2 separate regions of the Sus scrofa genome follow, and region 2 is linked to region 1. A link is a contact called in public Hi-C data. All regions are on one chromosome and are shown on one strand. Each heading gives the region's core, a stretch centred on a gene start, on an enhancer-like site or on the middle of the called end of the contact. The rest is flanking DNA. Distances are from core to core; before and after follow the strand shown. Region 1 holds the start of AHSG (alpha-2-HS-glycoprotein). Region 2 holds the start of KNG1 (kininogen-1).

Region 1 (6,196 bases), core at 3,366-5,865:
GGCACACTGAGTGCCAGGCCCTGTGCTGAGCGTTTGCAAATGTTATCCCATTCAATCCTTAGCACATCCTTACTAGCCAGATTTTACTGTCCATATTTAACAGATGAAGAAATTAAGGCTCAGCATGATTAAATCTCTAGTGAGGTCACATAGCTAGCAAACAGTGACATCAGGGTCTGTTCCGACTCTATGTGGGGGCTCCTGATCACGCTGAGCTGCTCTCATGCCCTTGCTTTCCACCCTCTGCCCTCCCTCCACCTTCTTCACCCTGCCTTCCTGCTAGATGCTCCATCCTCACACTGCCTCAATCTCTATTAGAATCTGAGTCCTAGAGGCTCAGTTGTTACTTAATAACCCACCCAACCACCAAATGATTGGGCTGCCTGTTGCACAATCCCAGCACAGAAGGGGAAAATTGCCCACATTCCCTATGCTGACCCTATGATCAGCATATTTTTTTAATGGCCAAGCCCACAACGTATGGAAGTTCTCGGGCCAGGGATTGAATCTGAGTTGTAGCTTCACCCTAGGTTGCAGCTGCAGCAATACCAGATCCTTTAACCCACTGTGCTGGACCAAGGATTGAACTCAACCCAAGATGCTGCAGTCGTATACTTAACCCACTGGGCCAGAATGGGAACTCTGATCAGCATCTTTTCTTTCTTTCTCTCTTTCTCCTTTCTTTCTTTTCTTTCTTTCTTTCCCTATTTATTTTTTCTTTGTTTGTTTGTTTCCCTTTTATAGTCATACCTGTGGCACACAGAAATTCCTGGGCTAGGGGGCAAATCAGAGCCATATCTGGAGCCTATGCCACGGCCAAGACAACACCGGATCTGATCTGCACCTGCAACCTATGTCACAGCTTGTGGCAATATCAGATCCTTAACCCACTGAGGGAGGCCAGGAATCAAACTCACATCCTTATGGACACTGTGTCAGGTTCTTAACCACTGAGACACAATGGGAACTCCTCTTTTCAATTTCAAGTTGTCATCTTCCAATGTTCTAACGGAAACTCCAGAAACAGACTTTTCACATCCCTAAGTGTTTTCTAGAGACCAGACAGCAAGCAGTGAAAAAAGCTACAAACTGAGAGCCTTTCTGGATTCCAGATGAGTGGAGACTCCGTCCCCACTTACAGATCTTCCACTGGCCCCATACATGTTCCATCTCAGCAGACAAGAGGTCTGATCAAGGCAATCCATGGAAAAGAATGGCCTCTCTGTTGATTTCACTGTTAATCCTTCACAGAGTCCAGACAAGTCTCTGGAAACTAGGAGAAACCCTCTTGTCCAACCAGTGGCAAGTGGCCTGTCCCCTCCTCCCTTGGTATTTGCTGACCTGTCCTTCGCTGGTGCACACATGTGCAGGCACAAGTCCACACTGCTCAGCTATATTGTTTGACTCCCAATCACAAGGCAGTTGATTTTTTTTTAATTGAAGTACTGTTGATTTACAATGTTATATTATTTTCTGCTGTACAACAAAGTGACTCAGCTCTACATATATAACAAATAAGGTGTGTGTGTGTTTATATACATATATATATATATATATATATGGTGATTCATCTTATTTTTAAAACATTGCCAGTTTTGTCTATTCAATAAATGATGAGGTGGTCTCAAAACTAAGTCACTTGAGGGAGTTCCCTAGTGGCCTTCTAGTTAAGGATTCAGCCTTGTCTACTGTGGCTTGGGTTCAATGTCTGGCCTGGGAACTTCCATATGCTGCTGGCACAGCTTTAAAACAAACAAACACCAAACAAACAAACAAAACACTAAGTCATTTGAGAAGCAGAAGGAACAGAGATGAAGGCGGCCAGAGAAGGGTGGCAGGTTATAGCACAGATGTCTCTCAATGCCTAAAGTCTAACATATGGGCCCAGGAATGGATTTAGTCTATATAGTTCCTAAGTGGAGAATCTGCATCCATTGATGAGGTTACAAGGTAGGCAGGTGTTGATAGGAAGGAAACTAGTAACTTCCTATTTACTAGAGAGATTCAATAATAAAAGGACTGCCAGAGTGGTGGAGAGATGCCTGTATCTGAATGTCCTCAGGCAGACTCCAGACACTGGAAGGAGCCTCTGCGGTGAGTGGCAGGCTGGCCACGAGCCTCTCACTGATCATGTATGTAGCTCAGTCTGTGCCGGGCAGGAGGCAGGTGCTGAGGATAGAAGACTGAAAATGACATGGACACTGCTGTCCTCCAAGAACCCTCTCAACTCAGCATTGTGTTCTCCTGCATGGGGCAGGCTGAGGGCAGGAACCACAGCTCACACTTCTCTAGTAGGGGCCCAAGAGCCAGCAGAGTGTTGTGGAGCCAGGCCCAACAGTGAGTATCTGAAGACAGGAATGCCACCTTCCACCTGTGCATCCTTAGCGCCCAGCACAATGTGTCTAAGAAATAGTTTTGACGTTAACACACATGTGTCCAGAGAGTACTCAGTACAAGTCAATAAATGGATCCAAAGAACCTACAATGTTGGCTCACTGTCAAAAGGGCCCATTCCAACCCCAGTCATCTGCATGATGGATAAAGAAGGGCCCACATTTACAAAGGTGCCACGAGTTTCTTGATTCCAGCGGCCTCAGTATAACCATAGGACCCTTGGACGGCAAGGCCACAGCTCCTCTGAACATCTTGGTGTCCAAGGGTCCCTGATGGCATGCCAAGGGGCTCCTTAAAAGGTGATGGTTTCCTCTCTCATCGTCTGTCTTGTCTGAAGAGAGCCGCTCACTCATTCTGAAGATATCAAAAGTTGATGACAGAAGCCAGCAGGCGAGATGGATGTGATTCTCCACATTGATCAGCATCCCCCAGGAAAACATTTAACCCAAAGTCATGTAATCATTTACCTTTGATTTACTTCCTAAACCTGAGGTAGACATCGTTTCAACACCATCTGAGTCATCACTAAAGTCAACAGGTGAAAGTCTCTCCTGCAAAATTGATCTTTAGGTATTTTCCACTGACTGAAATTGGGTGGGCAAACTAATTTTTTTTAATTCTTTTAATTTTTAACCAAACGATATATTTTTTTCTGTTGCTTATGCTTTTCTTCAAATTCAGCATACAGCTATGTTTCCTGTTGTTAAGAATAATGACTTGCTTGCTTTTAGGCAGTGCCCAGGAGCCAACCTCTTCAGCTTTTTTTTTTTTTTTTTTTTTTTGGCCTTATTTTCTTTTGGTTTGAGGTTAATGGAGACAAAGTGATGGGGCTCAATCCAGGCTCTACCACTGTGAGATATGGGCGAGGTGCAGAACCTCTCTGAGGCCCTGTTTCTTCTTCTATAGAGGAGGGAAGATGAGAACAACACCCCTCTTGGGGACTTATGAGGATTAAAGCACAATGCCTTTTACAGAGTAAGGAATCTATATCCTTTGCTCTGATGAAGAGGTTTTCCCAAGGAGGAGCAGTTCCAGCCTCAGAAAGGGCACAGCTCCCCATCCTTCGTTAACCCTAAAATGATTCCCTCTTTTGTGAGGGAATGCGTGGGTGTCAAGGCCACATTAAGTGGTATACAATAGGAAGTCTTCTTCCAAACAAAAGAGAATGGAAGGTTTCCCATGATTTCTTCTGTGATCATGAAAGGCTCCTGCAAGGGTCATTGTGTTCTTGAGGCTGATTTCACACAGAGAACCAACTGCCAAAAGGTTAAAAAAAAATTCTTGAAAGAGTAGAAAGATTTAATGAAGTACAAACTTTTTTTCTATTCTGCATTTAGATTATGTCTCTTTCCCAGGGCTGGGTCTAGGATCCAGCAAGGAACAGGACTAAAACACGTACTTTAAGGAGTGTGACCCTGAGAATGAGCATCTCGTTAAATCTGGCAACTTTGCTCTCTCCCTTGCCCCACCCTACTCCAGGCTTTGCTTTTCCCCGTTTACCCCTCAAATGTGTTTCTTTTCAGAGTTTGGCAGGTCATGGCTATGAGGACAGGATTGGGGAAAAGCCTGCTGTGCTCTTTCTCCACCCAAAGAAAGGAAGTAATCACCTCTGGTCACTTGGGTTTAATAATTTTTACCATGCTTTGCTCAGGTCAACGTCTCTCAACTTTGGGGCCTTAGCACCAAGTACAAAGCGCTCTTCGAAATGCCTTCCAGGGCAGCTGGTGCTCAGTTACCTTCACAAGAAATCTGGTGGGTCCTGGGAGAAGGGTCATTTGCATTCCATTGACCGATGTTTTACAGTGGAGGTAGAAACCCCAATATGTCTCCACAGGACAGGCATCATAATCATTTCATAGAACTTACAGTTCTTGGTTCATCAGATGTTCCTGGACCAGGTGAGTCAAGCTAAGCTCCTTTAGTGCAGATGGTGTTTTCTCATCACTCTGCCTCCAGGCACCTAATATCACTGATAGTACATAGTCAATAAATACCCATAGGAATGAAGAAACACCAGGCTTATCAGAAATCATTATTCAGTTTCTTAGAGCCTAGGCCCTTTAAGTACCAGAAAGGGCAGAGCCAGGAATCTGGCCCAATGATTTAAACACCAACCACTGCTACTTCCTCCCTGCAAAAACCAATGGATCCTCTGGCTTTTGCTGACGTGTTCTTGTTCATGTCCTGTTCTGTGAGAGGCTGAGTTCCTAGCTCTCATTGCCTGACTTGATATTTCACCCCCTTCTAACTCTACCCTTCCCTTCTGAGACCCAGGTCTGCCAGCAGGGCCCCAGCAGAAACAGCCCCCAGCAACTCTGGCCCTCTGCTTGCCATGATCCTTCTTGTCTTGGCTCCTGACTGGCAACTATCAAGGCTGACGTCTGCCTTGGAATAGGTGGAATGCATCGCCGCCCTAGTGGAGAGCCCTTCTGACAAATTCAAAGAACCTGGTACCATCCCCAGCTGCCATCTTGGAACTCCGCCATCAGCTGCCTGGGGCTCCACACAGCAAGCACTGCCTGGCACCCTGCTGCCTTCTTCTGGAGGTTGTTGGTCCTCTTCTTCTTAGATCTGTGGGACTGCTCTTTCCCCCTGCCTCTAACCAGCCCCTGACATCCTCAATACTCTACATCTTAATCATCATCATCATCATCATTTTGACTGCACCCTCAGCATGTGGAATTTTCCAGGCCAGGGATTGAACCCGCACCACAGCAGCGATCCAAACCACTGCAGTGACAGTGCTGGATCCTTAATTCACTGCACCTTAGCGGGAACTCCAAGACTTTTTTATTTTATTTTATTTTATTTTATTTTATTTTATTATGTTGTCTTTTGTCCTTTTTTTAGGGCTGCTCTCATGGCATACGGAGGTTCCCAGGTTAGGGGTCCAGTTGGAGCTATTGCCACCGGCCTACGCCACAGCCACAGCAATGCCAGAGCTGAGCTGCGTCTGCAACCTATACCACAGCTCACGGCTACGCTGGATCCTTAACCCACTGAGAGAGGCCAGGGATCGAACCCACAACTTCATGGTTCCTAGTTGGATTTGTTTCTGCTGCGCCATGACGGGAACTCCTCCAAAACTTGTTTTAATGCAGTAACATGGGCCTCAAAGAAAAATGCACAGATAAGTCATTAAGATAATGACAGGAACTACAGACCAGAAAAAGGAATAAATCCTTATCTTCTATTGGTATGCAAAGAAGTTGGAGCTGAGTGGATGAAATTGACTCAACATCACTCATAGGTATGTGCGTTCAGCGTGAGAAAATCTTTCAAAGTCTGAAAGTGGTGTCATCAGACATGGTGAAATATCCTGAACCTTCCTTGGGCATCCTTTGCTATGGCTTTCTTGGAAAACATACTGAAAGATCATCTTTTTTCTTCATTGTCAGTAAGTAAATGGAAACCTTTCTTTCTCCAACTGAAAAATGAGACTATTTTATTCAGCTTGATACCAAACCTATATTAGTTTGCAAATTAAACATATGGAATAGTTGAGATCAAACCAAAGATATTCGTAAAATATATTAAAAAGGAGTTCTGATGATTTTCCCATATCTCAGTTTCCACCAAAGTCAGCATGGAAGCAGCAGAGGAAAAGAGAAAACAGCTGACCAGGCAAAACACTCCAATTAAATGGCAGGGGTAGAAATTCATGTATCCTTTCTGATAGGCAATTTGGCCAGAGAAATTAAAAGTTTTTAAAATGTCCTCATCAAATCCTGTGAAATTGGATTGTGATGATCATTATACAACCACAGATGTGATAAATTGAGTAATAAAAAAAGAGAAAAAT
Region 2 (6,587 bases), core at 2,404-4,903, 95 kb after region 1:
CAGGGCTGGTCTCATGGTGATTCAAAGTAAAGACCCAAGAACAGTGTTGTTGAACCCCAGTTGGTGTGCCCGATGCACCGTATGGCCGAAAGAAATGTCAGTTTGGATCAGAGAAAAGTTGATTAGATGCGGAGGCATCAACTTGGAAGATGAGAGACCTAGACTCACCTCAAATCCATCCTGATGGCTCGCCAGGGTACAAAGTTTTTACAGGCAAAAAAGGTAAAGGGGGGCAGGGGACCTTTGTGGTTTCAGCTTCCTGTTAAGACCTCAGTTGCAGATATCTTTGCACCCTCTTGTGACTTGATGTGTCCTTGGCAATGGTGATCGATCCAGTAAATCATGGGCTAGAGATCCCTTAACTTCTTACTAGGATAGAGCAACAGCAATGGTTGAGGCATTTTGTTATTTCTTAGCACCTTCGTGATGGTTCAGGAGTTTCCATTCTTAATTGACCCTCCTGGCATCATCAATTTTAAGCCAGCTTGAGGCCAGCTGGTTGAAGCCACAGGAGAGTTTGGGGTCATAAATCAAGGCATTGGTTTAAGCTAGCAGTCAATGGAAAACATTCTTTTGGGTCTGCTAACCCCAAACTCCCAGATGCAAAGTGTTACATTAAGAGTGGATAGGCGCTGTGGTCCTGCTGTATAGCACAGGGAACTATGTCCAATCTCTTGTGATGGAACATGATGAAATATAATGTGAGAAAAAGAATGTATATATATGTATGACTAGGTTACTTTGCTGTACAGCAGAAATTGATAGAACAATGTAAATCAACTATAATTAAAATTTTTTAAAACAAATAAAGATTCTTTGGGGCTTGCTTTCCCTTCATTTCTGCATTCCCTCATTTCCCTAGTTAGTAATAGTTTGAATCTGCTCTTTGGAACTCAGGGAAGGTCTAGGAGACTAAAGCCTTTTTTCTACAAACCAAAGGCAGGCAGCCGACATGGGGTGGGGGTCTGCTCCAAGAAGACTCCTAAGTGTCCCACTCCATCACAACAGGCTTGGCAGCATATATGGGAGTATAATAGGAAAGAGTGTGACTTTGAAGGATATTGATCCAGGTCCTAATCCAAGTCCCACAATTTAGTAATTATAACAAATAATAAAAAAACAATCATATGCTTTTTAGCTACCATGTAACCAAAGAAAAATCTAGATATCAATGGTATATTCTCTAAACCTCTAGCACAATATAAGATCCTGTGTGATCTCTTAAAGTAGGAATCGTTTTTTACCCCATCATTCACCCATAGCAATAGTGTTTGCCTGTTATGAATGCATTTAATTGAAATGCATTGAGGGCATTCAATCCTATGTTTTCCAGGTGATATTTTCAAGAACTCAAGCCATGTTTGAGAAGGGATTTAATAAAATAATAAAATATTGCTCAAATTCTTTTGTGAGTAATTATGTGATATATTTTTGGGGTCTTCCTGGATTTCAACTTTCTCCACTCCCTATTCAAGCAACCAACCCTGTGTCCACACCATCATGGAGGAATATGATTCTGCAGGGCCAACATTCAGCAGGTGCCTCGCTGGGGACCAATCTGGTCTGATTGATCAGTGTGTGTATTATATTAGTTATTAAACCTTTTGACTATGGTCACTGTGGCTGCAGGAAACGAAGTCTAGCTGTATTCCAAGGAGAAAGGAAAACGGGCTGCCACCACTACCGTTTTTTAGGAAAGAAAGATGAGGCCCAGAGAAAGCTTAATTATTTTCTTAGGATGTTATTATGGTCAGTAAATTGTAGGTGTGGGATTACAACCAGGATTGGCTTCCTCCAAAGCCATGTTCTTTCCTATTTATATATTGCCTGTATACACCAAGTCCTGTGGGGGTTTTTTAAACTTCTTTCCAGTTTTATTGAGTAATAATTGACATTCATCACTGTGTAATTTAAGGTGTACATCATGATGCTTTGATTTACATATTTTGTGAAATTATTATCACAATAGTTTTAGTTAACATCTGTCATCTCATATAGAAAAGATAAGGGATTCTCCTTGTGATAAGAACTCTTAGGATCTACTCTCTTAACTTTTTGATGGATCAGACAGCGGTGTTAACTAGATTTACCATGTTGCATCTTACATCCCTTGTACTTATTTATCTTATAACTGGAACTTTGTCTTTATTGACCACGTTCCTCCAAGTCCTGCCTTTGAGTCTTCACTTGAAACACCACCATGACCAGCCCTGAATTTCTCTCCGGCTCCTCGTGGACCATGCACCTCCAGCAGCCTCCTCCCTCCCCCTGCTTCAGCTTCCTCCTCTTTGTGGGTCCCTCCATCTTCCCAGCCTAAGAACTTCCTCAAGTTTCTTCTACCCTTAGCTTTTTTCTTACATGCCTCCCCAAGCCACACACACTGGAATCTACCTTCTGCCATCACCATGCATCTGAAACCTTTTCAATAAGTCAGGGATTCTTAACCAACCCACTCTAAATGGAGACATAATTTATAAGAACTAATTACCAGACCCTGTACACATATTAACTCATTCCCTCCTCCAAAAAACCCATTAAGATGCTATGATTTCCCACATTTTACAGGTGAGGAAACCAAGGCTCAGAAAGTTTATATAACCCTGACTTGCTCAGGATCATAGAGCAATTAAATAGCAGAGCTAGACTGGAATAAAGGTTGGACTTACTGCGACGTTCGTGTTCCTGCCACTCCACTACAAAGCCACTACTCAGCCCACAATGACCTGTCTTTTCCAGGGACTCTCAGGGAGACTTGCCAAGCTAGAGACCCTATCAACAACAATGAAGGAGTCAAATATGTTTCTGGGGGTGGCAAGACAAACATCCACTAGGAACTAGCTCTTGTCTTTAACTACTTTTGCCTCTCCCCTAATAGCCAGTCTTTCTCAAACAGGTGGCTTTGTAGTGAAATATCCACCAAACAAGAAGAAAGAATTGGGGGTGGTTTGCTTCATCCAAACCATCTCTTCTTATGCTTCTTCCCCGTCTCCTCCACCCTGGGGTATATGGAGTGGCGGGGGAGGGGGAGGGCATTTTCCTTTCTAGAATTTTTTTTTTTTTTTTTGCTTTTCAGGGCCACGGGTGCAGCATATGGAAGTTCCCCCACTAGGGATCGAATTGGAGCTACAGTTGCTGGCCTATGCCACAGCCACAACAATGTAGGATCCTAGCGAGGCCAGAGATTGAACCAGCATCCTCATGGATCCTAGTCGGGTTTGTTACCACTGAACCACAAAGGGAACTCATTCCTTTCTAGAATTAATGAAAGTGAGTGGAGAGAGGCTGGCTTGGCCAGAGACATTATAGGAATATCCATGTTTTACATTTGGTTGCACCAGTATCCTGGTGTGGGACCCCCAGCACTCACTACGTCCCTGTGCGTGGGTGCCCCCATTGTGCAATATGATCGGTAGCAGCCGGTTCTCTGCAAAGAAATTTTATTGAAAGATATCTGCAGGTTGTATTCACTGTTGCATTGTTGTCACATGCAGTGACCTTCATAAATGGCTTTGGGAAAGTCACGAGGGAATAATGGAGGTGGTTAGTGTTTTTTTTTTTCCCCTCCTCCCTTATTAGAACCTGCTCTGATTCGCTGGAGAAAGTTATGCAATCACCAGGAAATGTGTTCTGTGCTCCCACATGCTCCCCAAATGTAAACAAGCAGGTCAACAACCCCAGTGTTGTAATGTTTCAGTCTGAAATCTTCTTGTATAACCCAGCAGGGCCATTTGTCCTTTTGGAGAAGGGCAAACAGTACATGGCAGCAGGAATCAACCAGGGCCCTAGAGCACTGAGGCAGAATCAGGAGAACCTGGAGGAGACAGAGGCTGAAGACAATTAAAATCAGCATCTAAATTGGCTCCCAACCCTGGGTAAAAGTCCCAGAGAGAAACTTATATCATGAAATTAATCGCCATCCTTTTCCTTTGCTCCAGGCTGCTACCAAGTTTAACTCAGGAGTCTTCGCAAGAAATTGACTGCAACCACCAAGATGTATTTAAGGCTGTGGACACGGCTTTGAAGAAATATAACAGTGGAAACAAAAGTGGCAACCAGTTTGTATTGTACCGAATAACCGAAGTCACCAAAATTGTGAGTGAGCTGGGTTTAACTTTGAGGTCATTTGGGGTTTGTGCTGTCACTTGGGAGCCCAGGCACCCCCCTCCCCCGCACCACACACATCTGGGGTGAAGGGAAGGGTGTGACTAGTCCTGGGTGATCAGAGCAGCACTTTTCCAGGGTGAAATCAAACAAGCAGATGAAGTAATTTGAAAGAGACTATGCAGTCGATGAACCTAGGAACTTGGCTACCAGCAAGAGGGTTTACTGGGTAACTAGCCCTAGACTAAAATATAGACCTTTAGACTTCGGGGGAGGGGGGTACTTCAGGTGGTACAGCTGAAAACATACCGTATGATCTGAATTATATATGGTATCTTAAAAATTCTAACTCGGGGTTCCCTTGTGGCGCAGCGCGTTAAGGACCTGGCATTGTCACTGCAGCAGCCTGGGTTGCTGCTGTGGAGCCAGGTCTATCCCTGGCCCAGAAATTTCCACAGACTATGGGTGCAGCAAAATAATAAATAAATAAATAAAATAAAAATAAAAAATAAAAATTCTAACTCACAGACACAGAAAGCAGAATGGTGTTTGCCAGGGACTAGGAGATGGGGGAAATGGGGAGATGCTGGTCGAAGGGTATCAACTTATAAGATGAATAAGTCCTAGGGATCTAAAGTATGGTGTGGTGATTATAATTAATACTGTATTGTATACTTGAAATTTGCTAAATGACTAGATCTTAAATAGTCTCACTGGAAAAATAAAAGTAACTATGTGGGGTGATAGGTATGTTAATGAGCTTATTTGTGGTAGTGGTTGCAAAATGTATATGTGTATCAATTCATCACTACTGTACACCTTAAAGATAGACAATTTTTACTTGAAAATTATACCTCGGTTAAGCTGGGGGAAAGGAGTCGTATGTCTAAAAGGAATTATAAATGGGATTAACTTGGTTCTACTGCACTGGACAAAATATCTACCGTGAAGTCTGTATGACTGATGCATCAAGGTAACAGCCAAGTTCTAATTGGTTTTTAGTAGATTTTTTATTTCTATTTTATTTATTTATTTATTTATTTTTGTCTTTTCTAGGGCTGCACCCATGGCATATGGAGGTTCCCAGGCTAGGGGTCTAATTGGAGCTGTAGCCGCCGGCCTATGCCAGAGCCACAGCAACGCAGGATGTGAGCAGCGTCTGTGACCTACACCACAGTTCTCGGCAACGCCGGATCCTTTACCCACTGAGTGAGGCCAGGGATTGAACCTGTGTCCTCATGGATGCTAGTCAGATTCGTTAACCACTGAGCCATGACGGAACTCCTTTAGCATTTTTTTTTTTAATCACATATTGATGCACTCAGGATGGAGACAAACCCTGACAGGGTGTGTGACTTTAAGAAATGCAGTCTTGGGAGTTCCCGTCGTGGTACAGTGGTTACCAAATCCGACTAGGAACCATGAGGTTGCGGGTTCGGTCCCTGCCCTTGCTCAGTGGGTTAACGATCCGGCGTTGCCGTGAGCTGTGGTGTAGGTTGCAGACGCGGCTCGGATCCCGCGTTGCTGTGGCTCTGGCGTAGGCCGGTGGCTACAGCTCCGATTCAACCCCTAGCCTGGGAACCTCCATATGCTGCAGGAGCGGCCCAAGAAATAGCAACAACAACAACAACAAAAAGACAAAAGACAAAAAAAAAAAAAGAAAAAAGACAAAAAAAAAAAAAAAGAAATGCAGTCTTTCCTGTGACTGTAGCGTAGGCCAGCAGCTACAGCTCTGATTCGAGCCCTAGCCTGGGAACCTCCATATGCTGCCAGCGCAGCCCTAAAAAGACAAAAAAAAAAAAAAAAAAAAAAAAAGGTAATCTTTCAGTAGTTTGTTAAATGAATTTCACTATAAAACATTGTGTTTCTGTGATAGTTAAGTAGTTGATTACTTAGGTAGGGGTAAAAATCACAGCCATTTGACATTATAAGGAAAAAGGAAAAAGCTCAGGGTCGTATTTTGTTTTGCTTTTTTTCTTAAAGTAACATCCACCCTTTCTTTAGGGCAGCACCTGTGGCATATGGAAGTTCCCAGGCTAGGGATCGAATTGGAGCTGCATCTGCAGCCTACACCACAGCCACAGCAATGCTGGATACTTAACCACTGATCAGGGCCAGGGATTGAACCTGCATTCTCATGGATACTAGTCAGGTTCATTACCACTGAGCCAGAATGGGAACTCCAAGTCCAGCCTTTCTGTTTCACAAAATTGTGTAATTGTGTGAATTGTGGTATTCTTAAGCAACAGTTAGTATTGGCGGATATCCACGGCAAATATGTTTTTTATTCTAAAATATCTATACAGAGCTCCTGTCGTGGCACAGTGGAAACAATCCAACTAGGAACCGTGAGGTTACGGGTTTGATCCCTGGGCTCGCTCAGTGCATTAAGGATCTGGCATTGCCCTGAGCTGTGGTTTAAGTTGCAGATTGGCTTGGATCTAGTGTTGCTCTGGCTGTGGTGTAAGCCTGCAGCTGTAGCTCCG

What was found. Hi-C and Micro-C count contacts between places; a contact is called where the count stands out from the background.
Region 2: a Hi-C map of liver shows a contact between it and region 1, with 2.2 times the contacts expected there. The contact joins the promoter of KNG1 here to the promoter of AHSG in region 1. A contact is called at or near these places in 1 of 5 promoter capture datasets (liver) and 4 of 47 Hi-C or Micro-C datasets (all in liver).

The regions. Positions count from the first base shown.
Region 1 is chr13:124,421,698-124,427,893 of Sscrofa11.1, forward strand. It overlaps AHSG (alpha-2-HS-glycoprotein), which reads left to right and starts at 4,616. Exons shown (of 8, transcript XM_005652369.3): 1 at 4,616-4,940.
Region 2 is chr13:124,517,623-124,524,209 of Sscrofa11.1, forward strand. It overlaps KNG1 (kininogen-1), which reads left to right and starts at 3,654. Exons shown (of 10, transcript XM_013988208.2): 1 at 3,654-4,092. The coding sequence starts at 3,901.